3 separate regions of the Mus musculus genome follow, and all the other regions are linked to region 2. A link is a contact called in public Hi-C data. All regions are on one chromosome and are shown on one strand. The core of a region is the stretch at or near the end of the contact, and the rest is flanking DNA. Distances in the headings are between cores, read along the strand shown. Region 1 overlaps Arfip1 (ADP-ribosylation factor interacting protein 1). Region 2 has its middle 35 kb from the start of 4930565D16Rik. Region 3 overlaps Arfip1 (ADP-ribosylation factor interacting protein 1).

What was found. A called contact is a pair of places that touch in the nucleus more often than the background predicts.
Region 1: a Hi-C map of bone marrow-derived macrophages shows a contact between it and region 2, with 33 read pairs. The contact joins two enhancer-like sites. A contact is called at or near these places in 3 of 484 Hi-C or Micro-C datasets (bone marrow-derived macrophages, embryonic fibroblasts and spermatogonial stem cells), 17 of 115 datasets of contacts at active chromatin or transcription factors (acute myeloid leukemia, bone marrow-derived macrophages, cardiomyocytes and 13 more) and 1 of 9 other capture datasets (embryonic stem cells).
Region 3: a contact with region 2 is called in a Hi-C map of bone marrow-derived macrophages, with 28 read pairs. The contact joins two enhancer-like sites. A contact is called at or near these places in 1 of 15 datasets of contacts at CTCF or cohesin (CD8 T cells), 2 of 484 Hi-C or Micro-C datasets (bone marrow-derived macrophages and embryonic cerebral cortex), 14 of 115 datasets of contacts at active chromatin or transcription factors (acute myeloid leukemia, bone marrow-derived dendritic cells, bone marrow-derived macrophages and 10 more) and 4 of 9 other capture datasets (adipose tissue, embryonic stem cells, liver and 1 more).

The regions. Positions count from the first base shown.
Region 1 is chr3:84,501,990-84,506,455 of GRCm38.p6, forward strand. All of the region lies in intron 8 of Arfip1 (ADP-ribosylation factor interacting protein 1), which reads right to left. Among named protein-coding and RNA genes, the nearest start is that of Fhdc1, 25 kb to the left of the region's middle. Within about 2 kb of position 2,517, at least 36 of the 459 cell types and tissues checked have an H3K27ac peak or open chromatin away from gene starts, as enhancers often do. A contact at or near this core is called in bone marrow-derived macrophages, where this site is marked.
Region 2 is chr3:84,343,231-84,347,568 of GRCm38.p6, forward strand. No RefSeq gene overlaps it. Among named protein-coding and RNA genes, the nearest start is that of 4930565D16Rik, 35 kb to the right of the region's middle. Within about 2 kb of position 1,916, at least 96 of the 459 cell types and tissues checked have an H3K27ac peak or open chromatin away from gene starts, as enhancers often do. A contact at or near this core is called in bone marrow-derived macrophages, where this site is marked.
Region 3 is chr3:84,568,044-84,572,919 of GRCm38.p6, forward strand. The region is part of intron 1 of Arfip1 (ADP-ribosylation factor interacting protein 1); the gene reads right to left. Among named protein-coding and RNA genes, the nearest start is that of Gm35410, 12 kb to the right of the region's middle. Within about 2 kb of position 1,683, at least 29 of the 459 cell types and tissues checked have an H3K27ac peak or open chromatin away from gene starts, as enhancers often do. A contact at or near this core is called in bone marrow-derived macrophages, where this site is marked.

The sequences.
Region 1 (4,466 bases), core at 1,267-3,766, 160 kb after region 2:
GGTGAGGTCAGGGGAGGGGAGGTCCACATCTTACTCGTTTGATTCAATTAGGGAAGTGGGGGTAGAAAGCTAATAAGGCACTGCCTCGTTGATCTCCAAGAAACGAAGACAAGAGTCTTGTGACCTCAGTTTCTTCAAAAACACAGAACTGTTCTTATATTATGCTTTTGTGCCCCTTCAGGGTATCAGATAGGAGTGAATTTACTTCAAGTTATTCATCACAACTGGCTATTATTATTTGCTTATATGCCTCTATGGAAAAATGTTTTGCCCCTTGTGGCTTGCCCTTATGATTGGACACTTTACTCACGTGACTCATCTTGACCTTCAGAGTATAAATTGCCAGATGCTCTGAATAAAGCTGGCTATTGCATGAGACTTAAGTTTCCCTCACGTATCAGTTCTATCCTTCCAGGGCCCACTGATCCTAGAGCAGTAAGCACTCTCTAAAACAACAAAATTGTGTATTACATAGATAAAAATATATACTATACAAAATCCTTGTAACAAGTGTTCTCCATTTACAGACTTCTCACAGAGCAGTGACCACTGACTAAATGCCGGGCACTTTAGATTCATCCATGGGGTGTTTCTGTGAGGGTAACTAAAGCCAGTAGCAGTGCAATACAACCAAATGCTGTACTGAAGAAGGGTCTGGTGACATGGGGAGGGGACAGATGGGAAGGAAGAAATATGAAAGTTGTTAGGGAAATGAAGCCATGTATGTCATTCGCACGAACACCTGAGTTCTTAAAGCTAGTTTTCAAAAGAAGCTAGGTGAGTAAGCAGCAGTCCTCTAGACGAGTTTGATGGCCATGGGCTTGAGAGCACTGGATACACTGAGGTCCAGAGACAGGCTAAAGCAGACATTTCCCAGAAATGGTCCAGAAAACAGTGAACAGAATCCCTCTCACACCATGTCTTCATTCCTGACCTGTACAGAGTCAGTTCTAACCACTCAGGTGCTCCTGGATGCAGAAGGACAGTGTTGGGAGTGTAGGCGGGTATTATGGGAAGTTAACTCTTTAAAGGTCTCGATCAGACCACACCGCTCCCTGAGCTAGTGACAAAATAGAGACAAGAGTGGACAGAGTCACCCAGGGAGCAGAAAGCCTTGTGCTCTGGCATTTGGACACTGTGTAATATAGAACTGACTGAAAGCAAAGGCCCATTCACAGTCACCACTATTCACAAAACTGTTTTCTTAAATAAAGCAATGTATTATGGACATCATGGAAAACTAAATTTTAAGAAAAATTATGAGTCTAAATTACAAAATTCTGATCTCATTTACCTAGGAGAAATGTTTTAATGAAATTTATAAATTCTTTTAAAAACTGCAAGCAGTAACATGCTCAGCTTTAAGGAGGAGGAAGGGCTGGGCAAAGCTCATTCCGAGTACCTGCTTAGCATGTGTAAGCCAAGGGTTCAATGCAGTTCCACAAAGAGAAAAATCTGGATTTTTAGTTTAAGAGGACAGAAAACCAGAATGCTTTTTAAGTTTAAGATTTTTTTTTTTAAATCACCCTTATCAAGTAGTTGTTTTGACCACACATAACAAAGCACAGACAAGTTCTGACAGGAGCAAAGTGCCAAGTTACGACAAGAACCCAGAAAGCTCCCAAGAAGCAGAGTTCAACTCAAACACTGCTATTATCTTGAGATTTTACTCCGAACTCTTCTCAAAATATAACTAATCCAAGAGACAGAAACTATTAAGATTTAGTCTAGGACAGTAGTACCCCATTTCTAACCTCAAACTGACCTCTTATATACAACACAAAATTACAACATCTGGCAAACCAACTTGGAAGATGCTCAAGGCTAGCAGTATCAGTGAAATGTGGAGCTGAGAAGCCCACAGACACCACCACCATTTATAGAATAGTGCAGCACCATGGATTAGAAGCACACACATTTGTAGGCAAGTCCTCTTGAAAGTAGAAGACAGTTCTATTTATTACATTCTACCATATCCACCAGAAACCTGAAACTCCAACTCTACCCTGCACATAAACTGGCTACTTCTAACCAGGAAGAATCAGAAGACATACATGCCTATGAAGTCCTAACATTTAAGTAGTGGGGATAGGAGGAGAGTTAGAAACTCAAGGTAACTCTCAGCTATACTGTGAGTTCAAGGCTAACTAGCCTGGGCTACATGAGACACTGTCTCTAAAACCCAAACACCAAATCCCTAAACCTATCAACCAAGCATCTGCCCTTAGAGCACATTACTTTGTTGGAAATAGGAGTGCAACTGGTAAGTAACCTGGTCAGCCTGATGTGGCTGTCCTGCAGCTCAGGCCATCTCCACTCATCTTCTCAAACTGCTCTAAGCAGTTCTGGGTAAGGCAGATTTAGATAAGTCTAATTTCAAAATCAACCCTCAATTCACAGTTCTCTTTGCTCATAGTTCATGGACATTTTTGTCTGATTCTGAAGGGAGGGGGAGGCAATACCACAACCACAAAACACTTCCCCTTTACTTGGATTTAGAAGAAAACACAGTAATGTGGAAGGCATTTAGCCCCAAGCTGGAAACACTACCCATGAGCACATAGCGTCTTCCTCCTTTGTCGTGTAAGGACGACGGAGGTAGCCCGTGCTTGCGTTAGCTCACTTTCTCCCTTAGCACACAACTGGTCACCAGGCTTTGCAGCAACCCGGGAATCACAGGCCCTGGCTGTACTCGGAAAATAGAACTCTAGTTTGAGACTTAATTTGGAGAAATGGTGAGGCATGTTATTAAAAGGATATTCTAGCTGTATATATTTTCCTTTTTCCTTAGAAGAAAATTTAACTTGAAACATCTCTGTGTGTGTGTCCACATAGACCAGAGCAAATGTGTAACACTCCAAGGACAAACCGCAGCAGTTACTTCTCTCCTTACACCGTGGAGCTCTCCAGGAGTAAATCTGTCACCTGCTGAAACATCTCATTAGTCCAGTATTTGCTTTGAAAAAGGAGGGACTGGGTTTTGTTTGTTTGTTTGTTTCTGTGGCTTTTTAGGTGGAGTGTCATCATCTTACTGTATCGCCCATGCTGGTCTAGAACTCATGATCCTCCTGCTTCAGCCTCTTGAGCAGCTGAGATTACAGCTATACCTGGCTTAGGTAGAACATTTATATGGATTAAAAAATTTAATATGGCTGTGTGTGGTGGTACACACCTTTAATCCCAGCACCCGGGAGGCAGAAGCAGGTGGTCTCTGAGTTCAAGGCCACCCTGTTCTACAGATGAGTTCTAGAACAGCCATGGATACAAAGAGAAACCCCAGAATGTAAAACTCCCTCCTGGAGAGAGGCTCAGAAGGCTCCCAAGAAAGCTACGAGTATCTTAAGACACTAAACCTTACCACAGAAGCGTCTCTATATCCATGCTCATTCACAGTCATTGTTTTACCACTGACAACAGCGAAGAGATAAAGCACCAAGTGGCCAGCAACAGATAAAGAAAATGGAGGACTTATATACAATGGAATTTTAGTCAGCTGTAAAAAAATAGGATCATAATATTTTTAGGAAAATGGATGGAAAAACATTAACCATTAGGTTAAGTAAAGCAAGACAGATTAAGAACGACAAATACTGCATATTCTGTCTTCCTGGTGAGTATAAAAAAGAAGTAAAAAGGAATAGGAAAGGTAGGGGAGGGGAGGGGAGGGGAGGGAAGGGAAGGGAAGAAACATGACTGCTCCTAGGTATGGTGGAGGAAAAGGTTTATTATAGATATGTGGGAGAGCATAGCCAGAGGCAGGAACTTCTGGAAGAGTGCAGAGTATACAAGACCCTGAACTATGTGAGGAGAGGGGGAGGGGGAAGAGAGGGGAGCCAGGTACAGTAGCCAGGAAGACCAAAGGAATGAGAGTGGGTGATCAAAATGACATGGATAAGCTACATGGATAAAGGAATGTTCACAGGATCCAAATGTAGGTAGATCACACACTTTTGTGCTCAGCATCACACATTAGGTGATCAAGAATGCTACCATTTTAGGCAAGAGTATAAACAACTATTGTTATATCAACCTCAGACTTGGAATAACTGATTTATTTATTTACAAGAATAACTGATTTTTTTAAATGTGAATTGTTCTTTTTGCTATTGAACTCTCTATCCAAAATCCAGTCTATCCTTCTCTGATCCCCACCATCTTTTAAGTCATTAAAATATAAACTAATGAAACAAACCTGCATTTGATGGTCATAGCTAATTAACAGTCTTAAGGTAAGACTAATTTTATCTTTCTTAAAAACAAACCCCTACCTTTTAGATTTGCACCCTAAATGGTTTTATTGGATGATTTTGAACATTTAACCCTATCCCCAACATATGCATTAGCTTTAAATACCTGCCATTTGCCTTCTCTTTCCTAGTGCTGAGTTCTAGCATCCGGGCCTCAAGCACACTGGACAAGCTCCCTACCATTAGCTACACTCCCAGCCTCAGATTAACCTTGAACCA
Region 2 (4,338 bases), core at 666-3,165:
CACTGTGTTTCTGAGTCCGTTACTATAGAAGTGTCCCTAACTTTCCCGGACCCTGTTTCGGACTCTCTCTGTGCCCCAGACAGGCCTCTGCCAGAAAGCCGGTGTCACTGTGGGGGTGTGAACTGCTTGGTGCAGAAAGTACCAGGATGGTGTAGACTATGGGATCTCTTAGGGAAGCCTATGTGCTATCTGCCGGCGCTCGGCATGGTGCCTGGTACAAACGGTGTCCCCAACAAATACTAAGGGATTGAATGAGGAGATCCAGGGCCTGGGAGAAAGGAGTGGAGAAAATTGCCTGTGCTGCCGTGCAGGCCGTGGAGCTGGCTCTTGTCCTCTCTGAGAACCTGTGTTTCACCTTCACTGCCTTCTCCCCTTCCTTGGTGTGCTCCATATTCCAGCACAGAACCACTTCTGCTGAAGGATGCAGCACTGTTGGGGAGAGAGGCATGATCTCAAAGGTATGCTTGTTCATCTCTCTCTTGACCCATTTCTGCCTAAGTGTCTAAAGCTCTAGTTGTATTGGATACTGTGTGATATACACTCTACGAACAGGAAAACAATAAGAAAAAACGAAGTGTGTGCCTGGGGGAACCACGGTTTTAAAATAGTGCCAAATTGCGTATGGTAGTGCATGCCTATGACCCTACCTGGGAGGGCCCCGGCACTCTAGAGGTAGAGGCCAAGAGATCAGGAGTTTAAGGCTAACCTCAGCTACCTAACAATTAAGACCACATTGGGTTACATCAGACCCCATCACAAAAACCGAAAACAAACAGAAAAGAAAGCAGTACCTATAATATAAAAGTACCACCTGAGGTTATAATGAGCATCTTCAGACTGAGTGCAGATGATATTTAAGTCCACCGACTTCCCAACTCCCTCTGCATACCCACAGAGAGGTCAGATTGGCCAGCTGGCTTGTCCCCCTTTCTACCTCCGATCCATCCCTGCCCGGCTCTGTGCCATAAGACCAGGGCATCTATGGCTTGACTTAGGCACTTATTGGCTTGGGCCGCCACACAGAATGTCTACTAGTGAACTGCAGGGGTGGAGAAGTTTGTGTTTGCTTCCAGATTCCAGGTCAACAGAACTTCTAGCCAGAGCACAAAGGACTGGAACTAGGCAAGTTTCCTTAGGGAGTGTGGTCTTTGTAGCTCTGAGAGAGTTGTCTTTATAAATGCCACCATTCCAAAAACAGAGGAAGCCGGAGAGGAGTCTAGACTGTGGGGGTGACACTGGGTCTCTTGGGACACATGTAGATGATGCCAGGTGACACTTTCTTACGGCCCCACTACCAGCCTCTTTATCCACACCCACTCAACCGATTTAGTCCCTGGCAATGAACTTAACCAACGATGGCCCCCCAAACACTGTCTCCCTGATGTAACCTTCTTCATGCCATCTGGGGTGCTTTATTCTTTTATTCTGATGCCTAAACAACTAGTTTGGACCATGCCATCTCTCAGAAAAATCGTCACTACAAATCAACAGCTGCAGGATAAAGAATGTTCTAACTGTTTGCCTCACACGGGGGTCAAACACAGTGCTAAGCACTTCCACATGCGCTGCCTAATTTAATCTTCCTTAAAACCCTGAGGTAGCAAGCACAATGCTCTTCGTCGGATAGATAACAAACTGATTACTGAGAAGTTTCGAAATTTGCCCAAGGTTACACTCATTCTTGACTGCCAAGGCGGAGATTTAGACTTGAAGACGCCAGGATGCTTGCCCTTAACCACCAGACACGACTACTGTGAGAACTCAGTCAAACCTGTCATCCCCTTTAACCCTGAATTTCCTTCAGTGAAAATCAGAGGGCAAGATGAAATCTTTTGAAAAAGTCCCAGTTGTCCCTGACGCTGCACAAGTTCTCCTGAAGAGCCGGGTTTACCCCGGCTTACCAGTAGATGGCGCACAGCCAGCAATACAATCAGCTTGCAGCCGCTCCAGGGGGAAGCGTGATTTCCTCTGAGCTTTGCCTGACCGGCGTGGGAATGGAATGGAAATGTGTTCCCAGTGGTAAATGGTGCAAACCCACACAACTTCCACGTGGTAGAGCCGAGAGCTTAGCGAGTGAGATTGACTCGTAAGGGCACGACACTGCCGTAGCTGCTGTTCAATTGACAGGAGACCCTGGGGGTCCTCTCAGTGACTCCTGCCATCTCTCCCCTTCTGAGGAGATAGGACATGCACTCAAAAGAATTAAGTAGCTGCTTGCCACACCAGCACGAGTTTTCTTAACCAATGAAAGAGACAGTTATTGTCACCAACTCAAACCCACTTTATAAGACTCCGGGGAAGCCTCAGACAGCCAGCCCCATGCCCATGTTTGGAAATAAACTGGGCGTGGCTTCCTCCCAACACCCCCACCCCCACCCCACCCCCCGCCGATAGATTTGTGGTTGTGTTCGCTGGCTTCCTACAGAGGCTTTGAGTCTCTAGCTGGACATTTCAAGGAGAACCAGAGACTATAGACAGCTTCACAACACACATGCCAGGAAATGCTGGGCCCCCGAGAAGCCACAGACTTGTCCTCAGTATATGGTTAGAGTAAGAGACATGCTGGTCACACTAACTATGCCTGGCACATCGCCATGTCCTGAGACAAACCCTGAAAGATGGAAATGGGACTTCAATAGAGACCTGCGAAGGGAAGGGAAAATGGTGAGAACAAGGCTTCTTCCACCTTAACGTTCAGCATGTGCGCTCTTGTGCACACAGGTCGGGTCATAAAACTGGTAGTAACATCCGCACATTGTCGTCTTCCAAGGAGAGTGGGTAAAGCTGAAGGAGGCAGGCGGATCTGTTTCATGAGAGTACAGAATCTCAAACTGCAAGGTTACTGTTACCTCTGCCCCTACTGCAGTATAAACCTGTATTCATCTGGAAGTATCTGGAAGGAGATGCTGGCTCCCCAACGTTCCTTCAGTAGCCACAGCTCCCCCACTCTGCTTCACCCACAAGCAGAGTAAGAAATGGGCCCACAGTCTGGGCTAACTTCTATTTAAGCAAAGCAGTAAAATTGTTTGCCAGCAAGAAGTACATCTTCCCAGTCATCACGCTCTTTGTAACAGTTTTCTAAGTTTTTACACTGGAAGAGAAACAAGGCCTATCAGCTATTGAAAAGTAATTTTTAAAAAGTAAAACGATTAATCTGGGTGCTGTGTGGCACATGCCTACAATTGCTGTACTTGGGAGGCTGAGCCAGGAGGACTGCTGGGGGTTCAAATGGAGCACAGGCTACACAGCAAAATCCTGTCTTAAGAGAAAAAGAAAAGAAGAAAGAAAATAAAAATATCTCTTTGAAAGCCACTGAGGTTGGTGTAAGATTGAGGAGTTCTCAGTCCCTCTTCAGCAAGTTTGCCCAGACTCTGAGGAGCTGGAAGGCTCTGAATCCAGCATCAACATGCCAGTGGGGGGCAATTAGCCCTGAGTCAGGGCTGCATGTCGGGAGCTGATAGGACTTTAATGGATACGTCCCACTGTGGGAAGAAATCTGCTTTTCCACTACCTCCTGGTCAATGACCATGGCTTGCCTGTGTTTATGAGCCTGGAGTCTTGTCAGACTGATCAAGTAAAAAGATACGTGTGGCTCCTTGGATCCGACCATCTCCCCTGGAACTGACTGCTCTTCCCAATGCCACAATGTCAGCTGCACGAGAACAAAGCTCGAAGACATTGCTTGAGGAGAACCAAGACACCATCTGGTGGTCGTCTCCTATAAATCTTCCCCTCACGGGCAAATAAATGCCTTGCACAAAGGAAACTGGCTTTGTGATTTGTAGGCTGCAGGGAACCAGGCTGTGTGACCAGGGAACCAAAACTAGACACGTCTCAGAATAGCCAGCTTTCTGGAGTGATTTAAAGTACTTAAACTTTAAAGTTTATTGGCTGATTTAAAGTACTTGTTTATTTCGTTTTGGGGGTGCTGCTATTTGAATCCAGGGCCTTGGGTATGCTAAGTACAGGCTCTACCATGGATCCACCCCTACCCCAAATTTTATATCAGCATCTGAAACAGGAAGCCCAGAGGCAGCTTCCATCTGAGGAAACTCTCAGCATGAAACAAAGAATCTTTGGATGGCCCAGTGTCCCCCTCTGGTTGTGAGGGTTCTTAGAAGGCAAATGTACCCAAGAAATCCTAGTCTGTAGACATTTTTCCTCCCGTCAGTGTGTTGCGGTAAATCAGAGCAGATGTTCACCTCCTGTCTATCAGGTTCCTCTCCTCTTGGAAAACCCTCTCCACTCACTGAAGGCCATTTTTATGAGAGTAGTGCATCACAGACTTAGCCTTCTCCACATCCAGCCTCTCGCCTTGGGCTCCCTGACCACAGACTG
Region 3 (4,876 bases), core at 433-2,932, 220 kb after region 2:
AGTTGGGAGGATGGTGAGGTACTGACACCTCTAGCTACAGTTTTAAAACTAACTCTGACTCTTAGAGTCATAATAATGCTCACATACCCTTGAAAATAATTTTAATGAAAACTATAACTAACAGGGTGAGTAGAAACTGAAAAACAGAAATACTAAGAAGTCAATCTGTGTAGTAGACAGATAACTAAGCAAGCAGAGAAGAAAAGAAAATCAAATGGAGTGGACAGATGGTCACGAAGCAAATGTGTACCCCACACGTGGGAGAAGCAGGAGGGGCAGCACTTCAAGATCAGACTCAGCTGTGCACAGCAGGAGGCTACCTAAAGGTTAAATGAAAATCTGTGTAAAAGGAAAAAAGGAATACAAGAAAATATAGATATTGGGAACTTCATTTCAAACTGTCACAGGGAAGTTATAAGAGAGGAAAATGCTAACACAAACCCTGTGAGGTTGACCTGGAATCAAACTTTTAATATGTCTGCATATACGGGCGTTAGGTTCTCTCTGTACTGAGGAGTCTAGAAAGACTAAGTATACTTGCGCCCTAAGTCTTGGTCTCTAAACAGCATTCTCCAATGAAAAGAATAAAGATTCGGGGACAAACATTTCACTCTAAGGATGAGTCAAGAAAAACAGAAGAGACTACAATATCATCTAGTCAGAAAAATAAGGAAAATTTCCAAAAAGAATGGGAACACATCCAAAGAAAACAGGTGTGAGCTGAAGGAGCCACTAGTTGCTAAAGTTGGCTTAAATTGAGTAACAGCAACAAAACAGCATTTAAGGAAACAGACTAACAGGAGCCAGCCCTTAACAACATTCGCAAATAAATAAGTAAATGGGGAAAAGACCCTCGGAACTGAAAATACGAACGGAAGCAGATGGTGAGATGGCACAATGGGTTTAAAGCCTTGCTGTGCAAACCTGAGGTCCAACCCCAGCACCCACATAAAAAGCTGGGCATGGTCATGTTGCGTTGGGGAGGCAAGGATTGCTGAAGCGTCCTGGCCTCCAGGCCAGCTTCAAGCTCAATAAGTAGGAATCAGTCGCAAAGGGATGAAGTGGAGAGTGGGTGAGCAGAGCTCTGAAAGCCTCCTCTGGGGGTTCTGAGAATGCACAGCAAGCTGGCACCCAACTGTGCTCATACACCATCCATCCAATGATACAACTGGCGGGCGGAGGCACCAGTTCCTCAAGTCTGAGGCCAGTTTTGGCTACATCTTGAGTTTCTGGGATACACAGTGAGACTTTTATCTTCAAAGGGGGTCGCAGATTGAGAAAGAGAACGGGAAACAGGATCATCAGGTTAACACCACAAACATTGCAGACCACACCCACTTGATAGATGCTAAAATTAGAAGGCCAATTTTTGAGAAAAAATGGATCAAGGTTGGTTTTCCAGATTTTCCCACAATATACTTACCAACTAAAAGAAAAAAAAAAAAACAGTAACTTCAGAGTGGAAAAATTCAGCATTCAAACTCAAAGAGACCAAGGAACTATGACAAATGAGATATATTGTTTTCGTGGTATTCTTGCTAAAAATGTGTGGGCCTGAACTAATCATGAAAGCAAAATAAACACAAATGAAGAGACCGTCTGGGGTGACGTGACTATGAAGAGCCTCCAGAGGCTCATAGATTTGAATGTCTAGTCATCAGGGAGCTGCACTATTGGAGAAGACTTGGGAGGTGTGGCCTTGTTGGAGGAAGTGTTTCACTGGGTTTGGGTTTCAAAGGCCCATGCCAGACCCAGTATGCATGCACACACATGAGCATGTGTGCGCCTGAGCATGTTCTCTCCCCCCACAGAACTCCGAGCTACCTCTCCAGCACCCTATCCACCTGAGTGCTGCCATGCCCCCCGCCCCCGTGATGATAATGACCTCCCTGTGAAGCTGAAGCAAGGCCACAATTAATGCTTTCTTTTATTTATAGATGGATGAATAGATGCCTTTGTCACAGTGTCTCTTCATAGCAATAGAACAGTCACTAAGGCACAGTCTATAAACTATCTGATTATACTTGTCAAAAAGTATAATTTTCATGACAAACAAAGGAAATTTACAGAGTAGAAAAGACTATGGAAGCTGGACATAGTGGCACACACCATTAATCACAGCATTCGGGAGGCAGAGGTAGGGACATCTCAGTGAGTTTGAGACCAGCCTGATCTACTAAGTGAGTTTCAGGACAGTTAGAGCTATATATTGAGACCCTACCTCAAAAAGGAAAGGAAAGGGGAAAGGGGAAAGGGGAAAGGAAGAGGAGAAAAGTATGGAACCGGAACTAAATTCAGTGCAGGTTCCTTCCTAGACAGGATCCTATAATTGAAAAATAGTAGTTAAAAATTTAGGCTAATTTCAACAAGGGTAGCTTATCAATAATGTTATACTAATGTTGATTATTTGCTCTTGATAATTACAGTTATGTAAGACATTAGCAATAAGGGGAACAGGGTGAGCAATATAAGAAATTCATTTTACAACTGTTAAAGAACCTAAAATTAGAACAAGGGCTTTAAATAATAAGCATTTCTAAGCAGAAGTGGAGAAGTTGCCTTGAGCTAGAAGGGGAAATTTCTTCCGCTGAGATCGGACTGGAAAGAAAAGGCCTACAGATGGAAAGTGAAAGACAGCTCAGGCCCTCATTTCTCTTATCTTCTCTCTGGTGAGAAGGGAGTAACTGTCTCCAAGATCAAACAGTAGCAATTAGGAAACTATGAGACAACTAAATAAATGATCAAGGCAGACAGAGGCTACAACATATCTGAGAATTGCAGAGATATTAAATCCATGCAATTTTACCTGTCCCATTCTATTCCATGCTTATTTTTTAAAGTTATGTTTATCCGTAACTTAGATGACTAATACACATATGTGGGCATGAGACCTAAAAAGCCATGTTCGTGGGGATGGAGAGATGGCTCAGCTGTTAAGAGCACACACTGCTCTTGTAGAGGACCTAAGTTTGGTTTCCAGCACCCATTTCAGGTCGCTCACAACCACCTGTAACCCTGTTCCAGAGGAACTTAGCACCTCTGACCTCTGTAGACTCAGACCCAGACACACACACACACACACACACACAAGCACACACATGCACACACTTTAAAAAAAAATAATAAAGTTAATGAGACAGGCATAGTGGTGCAGGCCTTTAATACCAGGAATCAATAGGCAGAATTAGGCAGATCGCTGAGTTCAAGGCAAGCCTGGTCTCCATAGCAAGTTCTAGGAAAGCGAGGGCAAAACAGAGAAACTTATCTTGCAAAACAAAAAAAGTTAGGGACTTGTAATTTGTGCTGTGTGTGTGTCTGTGTCTGCAGACATATACATATATACATACACATGACAGGCAGGATGATTATTTAAGCCTCAAACCTTACCAGTTTAAGGCTAATGAGTGCCTGTCTGTCTGTCTCTCCCTCTCCCTCCCCCCCGCCCCCACACTAAGCCATCCATTTTCTGCTAGAGGCATATCTCAAGTGGTAGTCTGTAGTGCTCTGAATTAGCAAGGCCATGAAGTAAAGCCTACCCACTCTCACAAAAAAAGATACACCTTTTCTGAACTTTATAGAAGGGTAACTCTTTTTTCTTTTCTTTCTTTTTGTTTTTTCCTGATAAGTTTTTCTCTGTGTAGCCCTGGCTGTCCCCGAACTCACTCTGTAGACCAGGCTGGCCTCAATCTGAGAGATCTGCCTGCCTCTGCCTTCTGAGTGCTAGAATTAAGGCATGCCATTGCCTGGCTAAATTTAGCCATTTTTTAATACTGTCTTTCAAACAGAGTAACAAATTACTACTACAAATTACCAATAATTTTCAGGCCCTCATAGGCCAGTTATATCATAGGCCAAATATCTTACATTATATCTCAGGCTTATTCTCTATAACCAGGTAGAGGTATTCATTAGTTAATAAACTACTAATTACCAGTAATATATATAAATAAATGAGTGCCTGAGCTGTCTTTCACTTTCCATCTGTAGGCCTTTTCCTTCCAGTCCCATCTCAGGGGAAAAAATTTTCCCTTCTAGCTCAAGGCAACTTCTCCACTTCTGCTTAGAAATGCTTATTATTTAAAGCCCTTGTTCTAATTTTAGGTTCTTTAACAGTTGCAAAATGAATATATATATATTCATTTTGTGTGTGTGTGTGTGTGTATATATATATATATACACACACACACATATACACATATATTTCAAGTTTATAAGTCAATTACAATGACTTGAGATTCATTAGCTTTTACTAAATAAAAATCACTTGATTTCTACAAACTGAAGAAAGTAACATATTCAGAGGAAAGTCAAATAAAAATTTTAATGTGGGAGAATTTAATAAGGGGAATTCTGTGTCCTACAAAATTTAAATGCAGTCAGGGTCTTTTTAGAACTCAGGGAAAATAGAGCAACATGTAGTAGATTTGCCTGGTTCTCCCAAAATAAGAATCAAAAGACTCCGGACAACATTGAAAAAAAACAAAATCCCAGTAGTCATAGTCTCTATGAACCACTGAGTCTAAAGATTCCAAAGCTTAATATTAAACATCTATGAGATGAGAGCTACTGAACAGATATCAGAGTTTTTCAAACTAACATGCCATATACTACAGGAGCTCTGAAGGTAAGCTGAAGAAAAGCAGACATTGCAAGGAAGACATAAACAAGACATACATGGTAATATCATATTGAATATAAATGTAAATTCTTCTTTTAGTGAAGAAAGTATATTATGGAATCTAACGCAAAATTCATATGAATAATACACATAAGACTTGAATACATACAAAGAACTCAAGAAGTTAGACTCCAGAAAATCAAATAACCCTATTAAAAATTGGGGAACAGAGCTAAACAGAGAAGTCTCAACTGAGGA